Regions from separate parts of the Sus scrofa genome. Here all the other regions are linked to region 2. The links are chromatin contacts, called in public promoter capture Hi-C maps. All regions are on one chromosome and are shown on one strand. Each heading gives the region's core, a stretch centred on a gene start, on an enhancer-like site or on the middle of the called end of the contact. The rest is flanking DNA. Distances are from core to core; before and after follow the strand shown. Region 1 holds the start of ITPR1 (inositol 1,4,5-trisphosphate receptor type 1). Region 2 holds the start of ARL8B (ADP ribosylation factor like GTPase 8B). Region 3 holds the start of SUMF1 (sulfatase modifying factor 1).

Region 1 (2,700 bases), core at 135-2,634, 570 kb after region 2:
TCTGAGCCAGGACCAAAAGCCCTAGGCAGGACCATCCCCTGGTTATCATCAGCTCCCTAAAGCCCTCATCCAAGGTGGTGACAAATTTTGGAGACTGAGCCATGGAATTTCCCTTTCTTTCCTGCTCCCCTTCTCCATGGCTCTTTAGAGAGAACTTAAAATAGGCTAGGACAAAAACTTATTATGGACTACAGCTCTAAGGCTTCCACACTTACCTGACCCAGGTCAGGCACTCTGTTGCCAAAACACGCCCAGCCAGGGGTGCGAGTCCTGTTCCTCTGTAGTCAGCTCCTGCATATTAAGAAAGAAGACTGAATATAAGATTGGCTGATGATGAGTCCCTAATAGAAATTCTCAAATTCCACACTTCCACTTTCTTTAGGCTCTTTCCTGGAGGGACAAACCCCCTCCCACCTACATACACACACACAGGGCCACCGCCACCGCCAAATTTGACGGGTGTGTTGGTGGGATCAAGAGGTGAAGGTTACAGGTAACTTCGCCTATTTGTTTCTAATATGTAACTGATAAGTGAGACTAGGAACGCACAAACTTCCAGTGTGCCGGGAAGATCTGAGACTAAGGGAAGTGTTTGGCAGATCCCAAAGCACTTGTTTCCCGGAGCGAAGGCCAAGTATCTGAAGCCCGCATCCTCATCGGGCGTGAGCTTCGTCCACACTTGGTCCTTCACCGCTCCTCGGGTTTTCTTCCGTTTTTTAAAACCCTCTTCACCGGGACCCCCAAATGCATTATTCTCCCAACCATGCAGCACGAGGGAGGGCTACATTTTAAGAAAGATTATTTCCTTGAGCGGACTCACAGAGGACATCCCCACGCCCCCCCCCCCAAAAAAAAAAAAACTATTTCCTGCAGCTGCTGCAACAGTTTCCAACTTGGGGGAATGCCATTCCAATCCAGAATGGGTAGTCCTCAAAGCCAGGCGATGGAGTTGAGAATTTTTTTTTTAACCTCAAATGAACCCCCCCCCAAAACGTCCTCAGTAAAAGAACCCCCAAATGCACGCAAGTGCATGCAAATCCACCAAGAACTACCAAAAAGCGAGGCAAAAACTTCTGCGCCCGGGGGGACAGTACCAACTCCCCGCGCCCTCCGCCCGGCCCCAACCTCTACCTTGGTGCCCGGGGAGCCACGCCGGTTTGGGGGAGCAGGGCGAGGAGAGGGGTTAGCGGCTGCTGGGTAATCCCATGTCCGCGAAGAGGGAGCTCGTTCCGTTAGGATGGAAGCGGAACACCCACACCTCCTCTCGGCGTGCGCTTTCTCTCTCTCCACCCTCTGCCTCCTCCTCCACCACCACCACCTCCTCCTCCTCTCCTCCCACCCCAGCAAGCTTGAGGAAACGCTTCAGCAGCACATCCACATGGTTACTGCACTTTGAAGCGGCTCCTGGCAGCTTATATAGGCCGGGAAGCTCCCTGGGCAATGTAGTCCGAGCCCAGGGTCGTGGCGGCGCCTGGGGCCGCGGTGACGAACTACAAGTCCCAGAATCCCATGGGCTACCGGGCTGAGCTCTAAATAGACGCGCGCGGGGACAGGGAGGGGCGTCCTGCCCCGCGCCGAGGCTTCAAACCCGGTTCAGTGCTGGGAGCTGGCTGGACTTGGAGACGGCGACCCAAAACTACCCCTGGAGGGCGCCCCCAACCCTTGGGGACGCTCCTCCTTTGGCTGTCCCCTTTCCCTAGAATCCAGGTGTCCCTGGTAGCAAGGGGCGAGAGGAGCTCGGATTTCTGCTTTGGGAAGTTTTTACAAGCTGTTACCCACCCTCCCCCCGCTTTGAGTACCAGAGCCAAGAATTTCAGAAATCCAGGGCACGAAAAAGCCAGTGTTTGCGGTCAAGGATTAAAGGCGCGAGGTTGTCTTTATTTAATCTGCTCCGCCCGGTTCGGGTTTGCACAGAAAATTAAGTCTGGGAGCAACACTAGCAGGGACGCTGGCAAGTGGCTAGAGAGCACTTTCCTGAACCCGAACTGCATGTGTCTTTCCTCGCCCCGCAGGAGGTATAGAAACTTAAGCCTCTCGGTGTACAAATAAAGGAACCGAGTTTTGACTTGCCAGGGCTGGGATTGGGAAGCAGAAAATAAATACAAACCGCGACCTCGGTCCTGACCCTGCTTCTAGCAGCCCCTCTGCTCCTGGGAGCTGTAAATGCTTAAGTAAATAAACCGCAAACCAGAAAAACAAGGGCTTTGGAATGAGTAGCTTACACAAAGATGCGCGTTCAGGCGGGGTGCCCTCCAGCAGCTCCCACAGGGGCTTCGGGGGCAAGATGGGTTTCAGCTCACTGCTCAGGAGAGCCTGGACGTCCCGGGTTACAATCTGCTTCAGACTCTGGTTTTTGGAAGAAGGGCAGAAGCTAAGTTCGGAGGCCAAGTCTGCCAGATGCCCTCCCTGCCTCAGACGATGTGCGTTCATTGCAGAAACGTTTCCTGAGAATCTACTGGGTGCCAGGCACTGGGGCATGGTAGTGAGCCAAAACCACATCATAGAATTCCGAACAGACACAGCTTGCCACCGCATAGATCTGCTGCAACAACAATGGTAATAATAATTAGGCAGATTTTATTGAGTCCAGACCACATGCACTTTTCATGCTTAAAGCTGTTAAGTTTTAACAACCGTAGGCATATGTATTATCCCTATTTGACAAACGAGGGCTCAAAGAAATCAGGTAACTTCCCAAGA
Region 2 (2,700 bases), core at 144-2,643:
ATCAGCGAAGACTGAGTCACAGGAACTCCTGGGCTCTAAATAAAGATTGAGGAGACTCTGTCGCGCTTATTCCTTCCCCAGCCAACCAAACAGGCAAAATTTAATCATCCTCTTTCCCCTCAACCACTGCTGAACAAACACCACATAGTATAGAGGTTCGCAGGGCAATTTCCCCTCCCAGATACCCATTCCCTGGGCGTCGAATAAACTCTGTTCCCATCCAGTCCCTTTCTCTCTCTTCAGTTAAGAAACACCATCACAAAACACCAACTCCTCTTTTTCAAAGTAGTTAACTTTACGCTGCCTGCAGATCCGTCTTATCCCGTACGTGAGAACTCTAGAAAAGCAGAGATTCCCCCAACTCCTTGATTTAATAAAAGCTGTACACTTGTAAGTCAACTGTACTTCAATTTAGAAATAAATGATAAATAAAATAAAAGCTGTCCACCACTGGGAAATGTCTCTCCCCAGCTTCCACCCGCCAGCGCAGCGCAATCAACTGGATCTTGGCCCCTAGGGGAACCGGTGAAAGCCAGTAACCGAATTACAGGGGACGGGCTGCCCACAGAATTCAGGAAGAAGCCCACACTGGTCCCGCGCGTTCCTCACAATGGGGCTCCTCGTCCCGAGTGGCTAGTTGAGAAAGGATCTCAATTTGTATGCATGCCTTCTCACGGAACAGCGAAACTCGCCACATCCCACCCTTCGGGAAAGTGACAAGCTGGAGTTAACCCTTCCGCCGCCCCTACAGATCAAACCCTAAGGAAACCCCCATCCCCCAAAGCGCCTTAAACACAAGTCCAATTCTAACCTTTCCAAGCCCAGGCGCCGATGAGGACGCGACGCTTCGAAGATGACCAAATGGAATTAACCCTTCAGCTGCCGACCCCAACACTCCACTTCATCTACCAACACGCGGGAAAACTCTAAATCTTGGCCCTCGGGGAGGTGACAGGCACGGCGTGCGCTGCACCGCACCCCACCCCCCCGCCGCCCCACATTACCTAGAGCTCCGCCGCGCGGAGGGGACCCCAGGACAGGCCCTTGGGCGGCTGCCGGGCGGACTCGCGGGCTTCTGCGCCCCGGGCGGGTTAGCAAGAGCACTCACCGCGATGACATTGACGAAAGTGGTCTTGCCCGAGTACTGCAGCCCCACGAGCGTCAGCTCCATCTCCTCCTTCCAAAAGAGCGAGCGGAACCAGTCCAGCAGGCGGGAGATGAGCGCCAGCATGATGGCGGTCGGGAGGGAAGACTGATGGGCAAGCGGGTGGGCAGCTGCGGCGACGAACTCCACACGAGCGGGCCTTGGCCCGGACCCCCCGCAACGGCTCCTCGGGGCCCCGGCGCGACGCTGGCGGACACAGGCGGGCGGCGACAGCAGAAGCCAGGAAGCCGAGCAGGTCATATGACTCGCCCTACCCCCAACGCGCGTCCCGGCGCCGCTGTAGGCATACACGGCAAGAGCGGCGGGGCCCGCAAGGCCAGGCGCGTGCGCCGCCTGCAGCGCCACCTGCTGAGACCTCCGCGCAGCAACGCCCTCCGGCCTTGGGCTCCCTTTCTACCACCCTCCTTAGCTAATTAATGCAGGTCAATTCACCACTCATTCTCTCTGTGATTGTTTATTTACAGTTAGCTACATGCAGAAAGACTTCACGACTTTGGAGGATTCAACACGAAAATCCCTGTCCTACAGAGCAAAAGATGGAAGCCACAAGTGTTTATCAGTAGGGAAGTGATTAAATAAACTCTGGTAAGTTCTCAAAAGGGACTAATTTAACAGCTATTAAAAAAAAAATAAAAATGAGGACTTCGCGTCATGGCGCAGTGGAAACAAATCCGACTAGGAACCATGAGGTTGCGGGTTGGATCCATGGCCTTGCTCAGAGATTTAAGGATCTGGTGTTGCTGTGAGCTGTGGTGTAAGTTGTAGACTTGGTTGGGAGCCTGTGTTGCGTTGCTGTGGCAGAGGCCCGCAGCTACAGCTCCGATTCAACCCCTAGACTCGGAACCTCCATATGTCACAGGTGCAGCCCTAAAAAGCAAAAAAAAAAAAAAAAAAAAAAGAATGATAAGCAGTGCTTCCTTGCCTGCCCGTTTGTACCTCCCACAAGCGTCATATCATAGTAAATCTATTTCTTGCCTATCAATAAATAAATAATAAAAATTTAAAAAGAATGAGAAAGTTCTGTATAAACTGATAAGAAATAATGTCCAGGAAATATTTTAAAGGAACATGAATGCAAGATGTCAACTATATATTAAATGACACTTTGGGTATAAGATGAAAAACAACAATATACATGTATATGTACAAATACATATATCTTTGCATAAAGAAATATTCAAAAACTAATAAAAATGATTTTATGGGGGGAAGGGGAAACTGGATGGTCATAGGCAGGAATGGAATGAGAAGTCTCTGAATATCTTTTATATAGTTTTCACTTTCAACCATGTAAATGAGTTGCCTGTTCAAAAGTTTAATTTAATTAAAAATTACATTAAAATATCTGCAAGGCTTTCAAATTAAAAGAAAATTCCTTCCCTGAGGAGCTTACATTCCAGATAAGTAAAAGATATAATACCATGCATACAACAAAGTGATTCAGTTTTATATATATACATATGTATGTGTATATATATATTATTCAGATTCTTGTAAATCAACTGTACTTCAATAAAAAATAAAATAATTTTTTT
Region 3 (2,700 bases), core at 89-2,588, 600 kb after region 2:
CTCAAAGGAAGGGATTCTTTTAAAAAACATAACCACAAATACCATTATCACTCCTAACCCCCCTAAAAAAACTGATAGTAAGTCTTCATTTTATAAAATATTGTAATTTTATTTAGGTGAGCACTTCACTTAAATGGCCCTAGGTGTGACCCTAAAAGTTTATCAAATTTTTAAATTTTATTTTTAGGCAACCTAAAAATTTTGTGATCAGCAAGTTCGACATAGTAGATAAGATTCGTATACACTGCAACTGGGTGAGATTTTATTTTTAATCTCTACATCCCTTCCTTTTCTGGTTTTTGTTTTGCCTTTTTTTTTTTTTTTTTTCTCTGAAGACATTGGGTCATACAAAACAGGGGTCCTCAAACTTCAGTATGCTTTAGAATCATCTGGAGAACTTGTGAAAAGTACAGATTCTGATTAAGTATTATATTTCTAACAAGTTCCTAGCTGATGCTGATGCTGCTGGTCCAGGACAACACTTTGAGGGCCACTGCTGTCCAAATCCCACAGTCTGGATTTCTCTGTATCCCTTGGTGAGTGGTTTTCAACATGTTCATCTTCCATTTTCCTGTTAAGGGAAGGTTAGGGAATTGCCTACATTGCAGCCTAATAGTTTAAAACTCAGGGTTTGGGAGTTCCTGTTGTGGCTCAGTGGTTAAGGAACTCGACTATTACCCATGAGGATGCAGGTTCGATCCCTGGACTCGCTCAGAGGGTTAAGGATCCTGTGTTGCTGGTAACTGTGGTGTAGGTCACAGCCACAACTCGGACCTTGCACTGCTGTGGCATGGGCCGGAGGCTACAGCTCCAATTGAAGCCCCAGCCTAGAAACCTCCATATTCCTCCGGTGCGACCCTAAAAAGGCACCCCCCACAAGAACCACCCCCCCAAAAAAACCACTCAGGGTTTAAATGTATTGTTGGAGACCCTGTGCGGCTGAGTTTCAATCTCATTTTTTGACATTTATTTGCCATGTGATCTTGGCACAGATCACTTAATTGTTCTGTGAACCCAATATTCAGGGTCCTTGTGAGGATTAAATGAGATTTCAAAAAGTGAACTGCTCACCTAGCATTGGTTCCTGGCACATAGCTAATGTTCAACACACTCGATTATAACTTTTCAACCAAGAAATAATAATGCGGCACACAGTCTGCGGAAGGCCATGACTTTTTGAGTTTTGTTGTGTTTTTAAGTCAGCAGAGGCAAAGAGGAGGGCTCTAAAGGAAAGGTACCTGGAGAGAATTATACAAAGGGCAGCTCTCAAGGCCAGGTAAATCAGCCTAGGTTTTGGGCCCTTTAAGGAGGGCGGGGCCACGTGACCCACAGGGTCACATGGCTCGCGGGACAACATGGCTGCGCCCGCGCTAGGGCCAGCTCAAGGAAGCTTCGCTGGACTCGGTCTCGTCCTTTTGCTGCCGCTGCTCTTGCTGCTGGGCGGAGTGGCAGGAGGCGAAGAAGCCGAGGCTGGGGCTGGTGCGGCGTCCCTCGCGGGCTCGTGCGGTTGTGGCGCTCCCCAGCGGCACGGGGCCTATGGCAGCTCAGCGGCCGCGCAGCAGTACTCGCGGGAGGCGAACGCCCCGGGCCCGGTCCCTAGAGAGCGGCAGTTCCCGCTCACGAAGGTGCTTTTTGGACTCCCTGACAACGGGGGGAGTCGCCGGGTTCTTTCACAGGCTTGGGATGGGTAAAGCAAGGGCTCGGAGGAAGGCGAGTAAAGATTATAATCACACTTCAAATCGCACACCTTGGTGAGGAGTTTTTCCTCCTCTCCTTGGCGCACAATTTGATGAGTTCTTCCTCCTTGACCTCTAAAATGGCTGGGCCTCGGGGCTCTGTGTAATTTTTGGAGTTAGGAATTTAGTGTTAGGATAGTTGTCTCTTCTTACCTCTTATCTACTGCATCCTCCTCCATCCACCCTTTCCTCCCCATGAGGTTCTCAGAGTTAAGTCAGATAGCTATGGGTTTAAGTCTTGAGTACCTCTCGTTAACTGTGAAGGAGTTAGGACACTGGGTCTCAGTGTCTCTGACATTGCTGTATGCTTATCGGTAGTCTTTTGTAGCAGACTCTGGTTCCTCAGGACAGGGACTTATTTATTTATCCTTATTTATCCTCCTGTCCCTAGCACGTGGGAAGGACTAAGTAAACAGTAGTTGCTTTATTACTATTATTTATCTATACCATCCAGTGCCTGGATGTATTATGACTAGGATGTGTATATAATAACATTAATAGTAACTACTACTTATTTCACACTATATTCTGGGTATTTTGCGTATAGGTGTGGTTGTGGAAACAACTTAGATCTTATGACTCCTAAAGAAGTGCTCCTTCTTTTTGGTCTTTTTTTGCCTTTTCTAAGGCCACTCCCTTGGCATATGGAGGTTCCCAGGCAAGGGGTCTAATCGGAGTTGTAGCTGTCCACGGACACCACAGCCAGAGCAACTCCAGATCCCAGCCGCATCTGTGACCTACACCACAGCTCACGGCAACGACGAATCCTTAACCCACTGAGGGAGGCCAGGGATTGAACCCGCAACCTCGTGGTTCCTAGTCAGATATGTTAACCACTGAACCAGTACGGGAACTCCTGGTCTTTTTTTTTTATGCTAGTACATCCTTTCTTTTTTTTTTTTTTTGGTCTTTTTGTTATTTCATGGGCCGCTGCCGTGGCATATGGAGGTTCCCAGGCCAGGGG

Evidence for each region. Promoter capture Hi-C pulls out the DNA fragments that hold promoters and counts their contacts.
Region 1: a contact with region 2 is called in a promoter capture Hi-C map of liver, with 4 times the contacts expected there. The contact joins the promoter of ITPR1 here to the promoter of ARL8B in region 2. A contact is called at or near these places in 1 of 5 promoter capture datasets (liver) and 2 of 2 datasets of contacts at active chromatin or transcription factors (alveolar macrophages and skeletal muscle).
Region 3: a contact with region 2 is called in a promoter capture Hi-C map of liver, with 5 times the contacts expected there. The contact joins the promoter of SUMF1 here to the promoter of ARL8B in region 2. A contact is called at or near these places in 1 of 5 promoter capture datasets (liver) and 1 of 2 datasets of contacts at active chromatin or transcription factors (alveolar macrophages).

Annotation. Positions count from the first base shown.
Region 1 is chr13:61,066,815-61,069,514 of Sscrofa11.1, reverse strand. It overlaps ITPR1 (inositol 1,4,5-trisphosphate receptor type 1), which reads right to left and starts at 1,384. Exons shown (of 59, transcript XM_021069282.1): 1 at 1,132-1,384; 2 at 216-291.
Region 2 is chr13:61,639,376-61,642,075 of Sscrofa11.1, reverse strand. ARL8B (ADP ribosylation factor like GTPase 8B) reads right to left here and starts at 1,393. Exons shown (of 8, transcript NM_001252214.1): 1 at 1,109-1,393. The coding sequence starts at 1,231.
Region 3 is chr13:61,035,926-61,038,625 of Sscrofa11.1, reverse strand. SUMF1 (sulfatase modifying factor 1) reads left to right here and starts at 1,338. Exons shown (of 9, transcript NM_001244932.1): 1 at 1,338-1,625. The coding sequence starts at 1,356.